2 separate regions of the Rattus norvegicus genome follow, and region 2 is linked to region 1. Evidence: chromatin contacts called from public Hi-C data. All regions are on one chromosome and are shown on one strand. The core of a region is the stretch at or near the end of the contact, and the rest is flanking DNA. Distances in the headings are between cores, read along the strand shown. Region 1 has its middle 5.7 kb from the start of Pofut2. Region 2 overlaps Col18a1 (collagen type XVIII alpha 1 chain).

What was found. A called contact is a pair of places that touch in the nucleus more often than the background predicts.
Region 2: a contact with region 1 is called in a Hi-C map of the A7r5 cell line, with 6 times the contacts expected there. The contact joins two enhancer-like sites. A contact is called at or near these places in 7 of 12 Hi-C or Micro-C datasets (the A7r5 cell line, the Rat2 cell line, Schwann cells and 4 more).

The regions. Positions count from the first base shown.
Region 1 is chr20:11,380,795-11,385,349 of GRCr8, forward strand. No RefSeq gene overlaps it. Among named protein-coding and RNA genes, the nearest start is that of Pofut2, 5.7 kb to the left of the region's middle. Within about 2 kb of position 3,002, at least 17 of the 93 cell types and tissues checked have an H3K27ac peak or open chromatin away from gene starts, as enhancers often do. A contact at or near this core is called in the A7r5 cell line, where this site is marked.
Region 2 is chr20:11,563,767-11,569,064 of GRCr8, forward strand. Col18a1 (collagen type XVIII alpha 1 chain) reads left to right here. Exons shown (of 41, transcript NM_053489.2): 19 at 63-134; 20 at 391-426; 21 at 700-789; 22 at 1,777-1,806; 23 at 1,920-1,946; 24 at 2,263-2,325; 25 at 2,620-2,694; 26 at 4,514-4,540; 27 at 4,747-4,800; 28 at 5,176-5,250. Among named protein-coding and RNA genes, the nearest start is that of Slc19a1, 35 kb to the right of the region's middle. Within about 2 kb of position 1,470, at least 6 of the 93 cell types and tissues checked have an H3K27ac peak or open chromatin away from gene starts, as enhancers often do. A contact at or near this core is called in the A7r5 cell line, where this site is marked.

The DNA of each region.
Region 1 (4,555 bases), core at 1,752-4,251:
CTTGCCCATTCAGGGCCTCTATGTTCCTGTCCGTTTCTTCCCAGAGCAGAGGAGGCATGTAGAGGCCCCATGTTCGTGTGGGTCTCCATTTCCTCTCTTTATGATCCCTGGCCTCCTCTGCCCTAGGACTTGTTTATTGAGTGCCCTGGAGTACGCCGTGAGAAATTTTGAGTTTTTATTGAGACAAAAAGCCCACGTGTTGTGCGGGAAACTGAAGTCCCCTTTTGAGTTCTTAGTCTTGCTAATACAAGTTTTAAAATGGAGGGGGAAGAAGCTTGAGATGGATTTTATTGGGGTTTGAGAAAAATAACAGGGCAGGTAAGCTTAATTCTTGGCAGGTTCCCAGAGGAGGGAGATGGAGAAGAGAGAGGGAGGGCCGTGCCTTCAGCACTGGAGGTTTGGCAAGCGGTTACATGCTGCAAAAGAGGGTCTGGGCTTCAAAGAGAGTAAGAAAGTCCCGGGTGTTAGGGAAAGCATGCGTAAGCATTCGACTGGCGTTTGGAAAAGAGATGGGGAAAAGAAAAGATTTGCTTAGTCCCCAGTCATGAATCTGAGTTCAGAGGTCAGACCCCATTTCAGACACTTGTGTCCCAGAGCAAAGAATTGCAATGGGGACACACGGTTAGAAACAGAAATACAAAGACTGACTAAGAGAGGGAGGTGCTGGAGAGATGGCTCAGCGGTTAGAGCACTGGCTGCTCTTCCAGAGGTCCTGAGTTCAATTCCCAGCAACCACATGATGGCTCACAACCGTCTGTAATGAATCTGATGCCCTCTTCTGGTGTGACTGAAGACAGCAACAATGTATTCATAGACAGAAAATAAATAATTCTTTAAAAAAAAAATCAAAGAAAGGAAAAAGTAATCCTGACACAGGAAGCGGGCAGAGAGCTGAGGAAGGACCTAAGAAAAGCCCTGGGCCATAAACTCTGTGATCTCTTTTTTTTTTTTTCCCGGAGCTGGGGACCGAACCCAGGGCCTTGCGCTTGCTAGGCAAGCACTCTACCACTGAGCTAAATCCCCAACCCCAACTCTGTGATCTCTAATAGAGCATTTTTTTGTTTGGTGATTGATGGGGGAGGGCCCTGTCCATGGTGGGTGGCGCCATCCCTGGGCTGGAGGTCCTGGGTTCTATAAGAAAGCAGGCTGAGCAAGCCAGGGGGAGCAAGGACAACCCACTAAACAGCACTCCGCCGGTCTCAGCGCCTGCCTCCAGGTTCCTGCCCTACTTGAGTTCCTGTTCCCGCGGCTTCCTTCAATGATGAACAGTGATGGGAAGAGTAAGCCAGCAAACGCTTTCCTCTCCAAATTGCTTTTGTTCACAGCGTCCCATCACAGCAACAGTAACCAGAAGACAAGGCCCAGGACTCTTTGTAGGCGCTTTACAAAGTGTCTGTCAATCTGTCCGTTCCCTTCTGTCTGTCTGTCTTCCTCACACAGGCTCAGTGCCCATCCCTGGTGCTGCCTAAGACAGGGTGTGGTGGAGCGCACTTGTAACCCTAACGCATTGGGAGACTGAAGCAGGAGAATCAGAAGTTTAAGGTCACCCTTGGTTGTAGAATGAGTTACAGGCCACGACTTGGGATGCATGAGACCCTGTCACAAACAAAACCCACCGAACCACAAAAACCAGAAAAGCCCCAGCAAGGAACAGCCGGAAGCAGCCCCCTCCTCTCCCTGTCTACAGTGAAGGTGACTTCGGTTGTCCGGGGAGCAGGGAGCTCACTGGAATACAGCTGTACCTTACCTCAGCAATGCAGCCACAAGAGGGCGGGCGAGCCTTTCTCTGGAAGCTCTTCTGCTGGAGCTGGGAAGGTTAGCAGGCCCAAAAGGAAGAGTGGGTGGTCAGACCAGGGCTGAGACCAGAAATAGACAAAAGGGTACAGACCACTGGGTCTTGTTCCTAGAGAACTCCAAGATCAGGCCTTGGTCCTCCATGCAGTTGGCGCCTGACTGCTGAGGCTTCCCACAAAGACAGGGCTAAGGGCCTCACCAGAGGAAAGAAGAAGCCTGATTTGATCTCAGTCTTGGCAGGTATATCTTGTTCACAGGGCTGCACTTAGAAATGTCCAAAGTTTTACACACACACACACACACACACACACACACACACACACACACACACACAAACACACACACATACACACACACAGAGACAGAGACAGACAGAGATAGACAGATACACACACACATACACACAGACAGACACACAAGGAGACAGACACACTGAGACAGACAGATACACACACAGAGAGACAGAGACACACACAGAAAGAGACAGACAGAGATAGACACACACAGAGACAGACAGAGATAGTCACACACAGACAGAGATAGACACACACAGAAAGAGACAGATAGACAAACAGCAGACACACACATACTAGCACTCAAGGCTTTTTCTGTCATCAGGTATCAGAAGTGTCAGCACAAGTACTCCATTCCCAGAGAGAACAGTGTCCTGAGGCCGGGGCATAGGTCCCTGGCCCAAACAGCAACGAGGTTCTCCTTTGAAACAGGCAGACCCCCTTGGAAGCTGGGGCTCCGTAATATAGGGATGGGGGTGGGAATGTGGGACTCTTCAGTCAGGGAACAAGTAGGGAGGGGCCCAGAAAGGATCTGGCTCCCTGCCATGCTTGGGGACAGCTATGCTGTCATGTTACAATGTGGAAGCCACATGCATAGGCACCCAGCGGGGCCAATAGAAAGGGTTGAGAGGTATACATTAGGGGCAAACTGGTAGCCACCACGGGCCGACCATAGGAAGGTAAGGGCTGAGGATGGGAAAGTATCGTAGGAACTTCATTGGAGACCACACCACAGTTATGAAGTAGGTCAAGGGTTGAACCGCTGCCCGTAGAGGCAAGGAAGCTTCCCCAGCCACCAAAGGGAGCAGATGGTGGGAGCAGTAGGCTGGCGGCAGACCGAGAGTCCAGACACTGGGAACTGGTGTCTTGGGGCACAGACGTGCATGTCCCAAATAGGGCCTTTCTGTTTACCCAGTCAGTTACCAGGATTCACGTGCTGAAGTTTGGGGCTTTCTTGTGGAATTCCAACCTCTCGCTCATCATAATCCCATGGTCATAAAATCCTGGCTTTGTCTCTGGAAATGTGCTGGGAGGTAAATGCTTGGTGAGTCACCAGCCGGGCAGGGAGTTCCGGTTTTTGTATCTATGGCTAAAGGCCATATTCAAAAGGGTTTCTCAAAGGAGCTTGAGACTATCTGCAAAGGGAGCCCTCAGAGATGGCACAGCTTGAGGAGTGCCCGTGGAACTAAGCCATCAAATGCCTGAGATGTGACCAGGCATGGGGTTCACTTAGAAGTGGGGGTCCGGGGGCTTGCCAAGGTGCAGCATGGAATGCAGATTTGTGCTTCGGGGTAGACCCTGAAGGGTTGGACTAATGTTAACAGTTAAGCCCGTGGATCTAGGGGTTCCCCTGCACTTGGGGTTACCTCTTATCCTAGGGGTCTTCTCCCCAGCTAGAGCAAGACACGGGACAGCATTCCCCACAGAGGAAATCTAGCCTTCCTGTGGGTACTCTCCAGGAGCTGATATGTGGAACCCATTTTCCTGAGGAAGATTGGAGTTGCTCGGGGCTGTGAGAATCCACTCCACAGGCCTATCTGGGACCCAAACATTGGCAAATGTCACAAAGTGCGTAATGTGCCTTATTTAAACAAGCTGCTTGCTGTGTTTGCAGGACTGGGCTCAAGGACAGTCTTCTTCCCCTTGATGGCAATGTAGGGAGATGCAGGCAGGGTGGGTGGACGCCAGGCTTCCTAGGAATGAGGCATTCATGGAGCTTTTCTGATTCATGAGAAACCTCTGGTTTTATTACAGGGTCACAGTTGCACGCAACCTGGGGGCTCCATAGCTGAAGGCTGCAGGTTCTGCAAAGACAACAAAGCTTTAAGCAGCATTGCTGAGTTCTCTCTCTCTCTCTCTCTCTCTCTCTCTCTCTCTCTCTCTCTCTCTGAAAGATCCAGGAACAGGGGAGGGGACAGACTTTACAAGAAGCCTGAAACCCCCTATCTGGGACCCAAAAACATTGACAAACAGGGAAACACAGAGTTCCGGAGCCAACGCTCAAACCTACACAGACTGTAGCCAACTCAGAATGCAGGCCTGGCTGGGGACCCGGAAGGGCTGGGCTCTGCATCTGTCCGGCTTGGGTCTCAGAGCCATCTAAGTGACAACTTCCCAGTTTCATAGAGCTGAACATGAAACAGACCGTGGTCTGTGGTCTGTGGTCTCTGGGCAGATGCTGTGGAGCCCTCTGTAGGAGCCACAGGACTGACACAAGTGTTGGCAGTGGCTGGGTGAGGTTCCGAAGGCACCAGTCACCGAGGTGAGCTGTCCACCTGGTTTTGAGCTTGTCTGTAGTCCGGAACCCAGCAGGGGTTGGCTCAGACGCCACTCTTGCTCCACATGATCCAACTTAATGTCGTCTGCTGATGCTGGACCAGTGCACACCTAAGCCAAGGAAAGGATGGCCACACCCCTATTGTCCCTGGATCTCATAAACATGGCCCATTGCTGTCCTGGGTAGCAGC
Region 2 (5,298 bases), core at 220-2,719, 180 kb after region 1:
TAGGAGTCTCTGCTCCTGCGGGCTGCAGGGCTGACTCTGTATCTTTTATTTGTGTGCTTCAGGGAGAAGTTGGAGCAGACGGAGTCCAGGGCATCCCTGGTCTCCCAGGAAGAGAGGGTGTAGCTGGGCCCCCGGTAAGTGAGGGGGCAGAAAAGAAGCCCTTGGGAAGGGAACTGGGGTATCCTGGACATCTGTGTCCCCAACCTGCTACACTGTGCCTTGTGGAGCCCAGTGCAAGCCTAGTTGGGGATTTGGGGGTCCCCCTCTCTCTAGTCTCCAAGGCTCGAGGAAACGTAGAGTCCTTGTCTGCATTGCAAGCCAGGCTCAGGTAGGCTGGTCCCTGAAGGGACTCTGCCTCTGTCTACAAGGACTCATTTCCTGTCTCTGCAGGGACCCAAAGGAGAGAAAGGGACCCAGGGAGAAAAGGTAAGTGTCTCTGTAGCCGGAGTTACAGAGGGGACAAAGAGTTGAGCTGCCCAGGCCTGGGGGTGGGGAGTCCCATTAAGCCCCTGCCTCAGGCCCAAACCACCTGGCTGCCCTCGTGATATCAGAGAGTTGAGCAGAGAGAGACCCTTGTGTTAGCAGGGATGGCCTCAGCTACTCTCTACAAACCTAGTACCTGGACCGTGGGTTGGCTCTTGGGATCTGGCCAGACACTGGAATGTTCACCTCTCTACCGTTCTCTTTGTTCTCTTCCAGGGAAACCCAGGAAAAGATGGAGTAGGTCGGCCAGGCCTCCCTGGCCCTCCAGGCCCCCCAGGGCCTGTGATCTATGTGTCAAATGAGGATGTAAGTACCCTGGAGTGCTGTGGGGTTCATTCCTCGGTCTAGGTACTGCCTTAAGATGGTCTAACTGCCTCATCAGAAGGACACGAGAGGGGCCCTGGCTTCTCAGGAAAAGGCTGTCTTGTGTTGGCTACAAGTTCTCTCCTTGCCAAAGCTTCTAGGCCTTCTAGACTGTAGAAGCTACCGTTGCCCTGTTGGGCTCGCCGAAGCAACATATCCAAAGGGTCCAGGCCCAGAGTAAACGGGTCCCTCACAGCCCCACCACAGAACCCAGGAGCTGAGCTGCTGCCCAAGCTCACGCCTCTGCAGCGAGAAGCCTGAGTCACTGAGAGGGAGATTCGGGGCCCCGAGGAGCTGAGCATGCCAGGGAGAGGCTTCCCCCGGACAGAGCCAGAGCATGGTTGGGCCACTAACTAGGCCCAAATCCAGCTGTAGTTGTCATTTGTGATCCCGGCTGGTTACTTCACTTTCTGGAGTCTGTTCCCTCAGTTCTGAGATGGGCATGATATGGTCCTGGGAGGAAGGATGTGAGTTGGTCACAAGAGAGCCTAGCCCGGGCCTCATGCTTCCAAGAGTGGGCCAGACACCACAGTGCAGGGTCAAGGTCAAGGGCTCTGGGACCAGGGTAGATCAAAAGCCGGAGCTGGCCTTTATTCAGGGGACATTGGCTTGACAGCAAGGCATAGGAGAAGCCCTCCAGTAGGTGGAGCTGTCTCCACAGGACGGTCACATGCAGCAGGATCTGTATGTAACAGGATTGGAGAGCCACCCCAAGCTGGAAAGGGGGACCCCCCCACGAAATGGGTCAGCTGTCAGCTGGCCGCCTACAGAGAGTCCAGGCACACCGCTAAAAATACAGTTTTCTTCTAAGTTCCACTTCGGGCTAGCTTTGCTGAGCTTGTGGCTAATGTGATAGCAGGTGACTTTCAACTCAAAGGTGGCTTTCTTTTCTTCCCCTCGAATTTGTATTTCCTGGTGGCGTGGGGACAGAGAGCTGTAGTAAGCACGCCGGGACCTGAGGTAAGCGCCATCTTGCTTCTAAGAAAGTTCAGAGAGGGTCCGGGGCGGCTGGGTTAGAACACCAGTGAGAGCAGGGTGTCCCCACAACTCATGGTGCCCCCTTCTCTTCACAGGGCAAGCCAGGGTACGCAGGCTTTCCTGTAAGTAGCTTTGCTTCCAAGGCACATGCTTGTCTAGCAATACCCTGACACTGGGGGTGGGCGTGGGCTATGCTCCTGGTAAGCACAGGACAGCAGTGTAAGCTTGGGTGGGGACAGTCACTGTCCTTGAGGTCATGATGCTCTCAGGAAGAAAATGGGGTCTGGACGGTGTAGCATAGTGTCCCTTGCCACGTGCAATTGTTCACCACTCTGAAGGGCTGGCCCGTGAGCAAACATGGGACAGGGGCTATGGGAGTTATGGGGACTGAGGAACAGTGGGTCATGGATCCTCATTCTGATCTGATCGTCACTACAGGGACCTGCTGGACCGAAGGGTGACCTGGGTTCCAAAGGCGAGCAGGGTCTTCCAGGGCCCAAGGTAAAGGACTGGGGTGCCTTGTGCTCCTTTCTCAGGAACCAGGTGTAGCCTTATTGCTGCCCCTGCTACAGGCAAGATAATTCTATCTTATCTATCTAGACGATGGCTCTTGGGGCAGGCTGGGCCCTGAGAATCCTGGAATATGCCATCTCTGTTACTCTGTCTCAGAGGGCTCTGGTCATAAACTCTCCCATAGAGGCCAAGACCCCCCCTCCCTTTGCTGCTTCTGGTTTGTGGGTATCTGAAAGCCAATGGGTGAGCCCTGACCTGTCTTTTCCTGTCTTGCTTTTCCAGGGTGAGAAGGGAGAACCAGGCAGTATCTTTAGCCCTGATGGCACAGCCCTGGGCCAGGCCCAGAAGGGAGCCAAGGTGAGGTTGGGGTTCCCTAATACTGTGAAGACAGCGTGTGTGTGTGTGTGTGTGTGTGTGTGTGTGTGTGTGTGTGTGTGTGTGTGTGTGTGTTGGGGAGGTGTTCCAATAGAGAAGCAAGATCATGACACCCTCTGACCTTTGCCCCTGGCAACCATTTTGGGTATGTTCTCATGGCTCCCATACCTGCCAATGACTTACATTATACTTCGGTCCTGTAGGCCAAAGTCACCTATAGGAGGCTAGTGATACTGACCACTGCCAGGCCTTCTTTCTATGAGAGATGAAAGGGACCAAGACCTTGGGGGGCCGTGTTCATTTACCCTGTGTAACAGGTATCTAGACCTCCCCCTTCCTATGGACCTGCGCCTGCAGGAACTGAGCACAGAACTGCTTGGCTGGCTAGGACTTGTTCTGTGTTTTAGGTTCCCACCCCTGCGGCCCTTCCAAGGAGGCACTGGGGGAGGGGCCTTGGCAAGCCACAGTGCCTCTGAGGAATAATTTCTCACTGGCCTACAGTGTTGTTAGAAGGTGACCTTAACTAGATACTAGATTCCCCAGGCCCAGAGAACCCTCTGCTCCCAGAGGCGCTATAGAATTCGGCCCTTAGCTATGGGCTTTGTAAGTTGAACCCATCCTCGGGGACTCAGGGAACACCCATCTGTGCCTTAAGTTGGACCTCGTTCCTGGTAGGTTGATGTCTTTATGCAGGTGAGGGCTGGTACAGGGTGGGTCAAAGGCCCACGATTGGACAGTAAAAAGTAAGGCGGGGGGGGGGGGTTGGGGATTTGGCTCAGTGGTAGAGCGCTTGCCTAGCAAGTGCAAGGCCCTGGGTTCGGTCCCCAGCTCCAAAAAAAAAAAAGTAAGGCCGGGAACAAAATTTTTGTAAGGCGGGGGAGAAGGGACAAAAAGAAGAACCAAGATGGAGGAGATGGAGGCAGAAAAGGACGACCCAGATCTATGTGGCCTTAAGTAGCCATAGTTAGTTATGGGATATTTCTTTTTCTTTTCTTTTTTTCTTTTTTTTTTTTTTTCCTTTTTTTTCCCCGAGCTGGGGACCGAACCCAGGGCCTTGCGCTTGCTAGGCAAGCGCTCTACCACTGAGCTAAATCCCCAACCCCAGGGATATTTCTTAAGGGATGGATTTCTAGAGGTCAACTTATCAATTGGTTGCGAGTTTATTGTGTGGAAGTATTGCGGATTGAGAATTTAACATATAAATCTGATTGCTAAATTATAGCTTGTTGAGTTGGCTTTAATGGCTTGCTGGGAGTTCATACCGTAACTATTAGGGGGCGGGTGTTGGGAATGTAAACAGAGCAGTGGCAGGGAGTGGTGGGAGGTTAGCCACTGCTGGGACCAGGGGGTGGATGCTGGGAGTGTGGGCAGAGTCCATGGCAGAGAGCCGAGATAGGCCAGCCAGCCGCTGCCGGACCTCTAGAGTCCTGATTTTACCAGGTTGCTGGGAACAGAGAGTCCCTGGCTTGCCAGCCAGGAGAGAGTGATTAGCAGTGGGGGCTAGAGGATAACTAGAGGTAACATGGTGTGGTGCCACACTGGAACCAGTCGCCACTGAGATGAAGGTACCCCGCAGATGCCATGTGGTCCTACGGTGCCAACACTAGCCTGGGAGAAAAGGTCCTATTTTTTAAATAATGACCACAACAGTCCCTAATGCTAGTGTCTGCCCTGTCCCACTGGGATGGTTATAAGCCTTGGTTGCCAGCCTAGCACATTCACATGGGTGCGGCAAGGACTCTGGGTGGCAGTGGGTGAGGTTAGTCATAGCTACCTAACGTACCTCTGATTCCCCATTCAGGGAGAACCAGGCTTCCGAGGACCCCCGGTGAGTAGTGCCCTCATTATATTGAGTTCATGGCCCCAAGGTTTGTATCAACTGCAACCATGAAAATATGGGGTTGGGTTACTACACCAGATGGCAACAGGCAGTTCCTCAAAGATGGCAGTCCTGGTGGTCCTTTCCTGGGGACGACCTCTCCCTCCTCACTAGGAGGCTCCACCCATCCCTTGACTCATCACTTTTCTCCGTAGGGTCCTTATGGACGGCCTGGGTACAAGGGTGAAATTGGCTTCCCTGGACGGCCGGTAAGGATTTGGTGGCCTTACAAGTGGGACCTAGTGGGTAGAGAGTGTCTGGGGTTACAGAGGGCTTGGCCTAGGAGAAAATGGACAGCTGCTCCTTCTGTCCATCCTCCTGATGCTGCTGTCATACTTATGTGGCCAGTGTCTTAACATGGGTCATTTAATACGGAGTGCAGTACAACTTGTCTGACACCCGATGGGAGGTTCTGGGCAAAGACAGGGCTCTGATCTGTGTCCTTCTAGTCAGTGTCCTGCTTTTCCTAGTTTCTGGGCAAGGCCTAGACTGGGGCTGGGGTGTGAAGCCTCGATCATGGGAAGGATGGGGCTGTGCACAGGCTGTCCAGTGTCCAAGAAGCCCTGCTACTCTATCCTGTCCAGGGTCGTCCCGGAACAAATGGCTTAAAGGGAGAGAAAGGGGAGCCTGGAGAGGCCAGCCTTGGGTTCAGCATGAGGGTAAGTGTCCTGTAACCTGTAACGGGGAGTGGGCGGTGGCTTGGAACA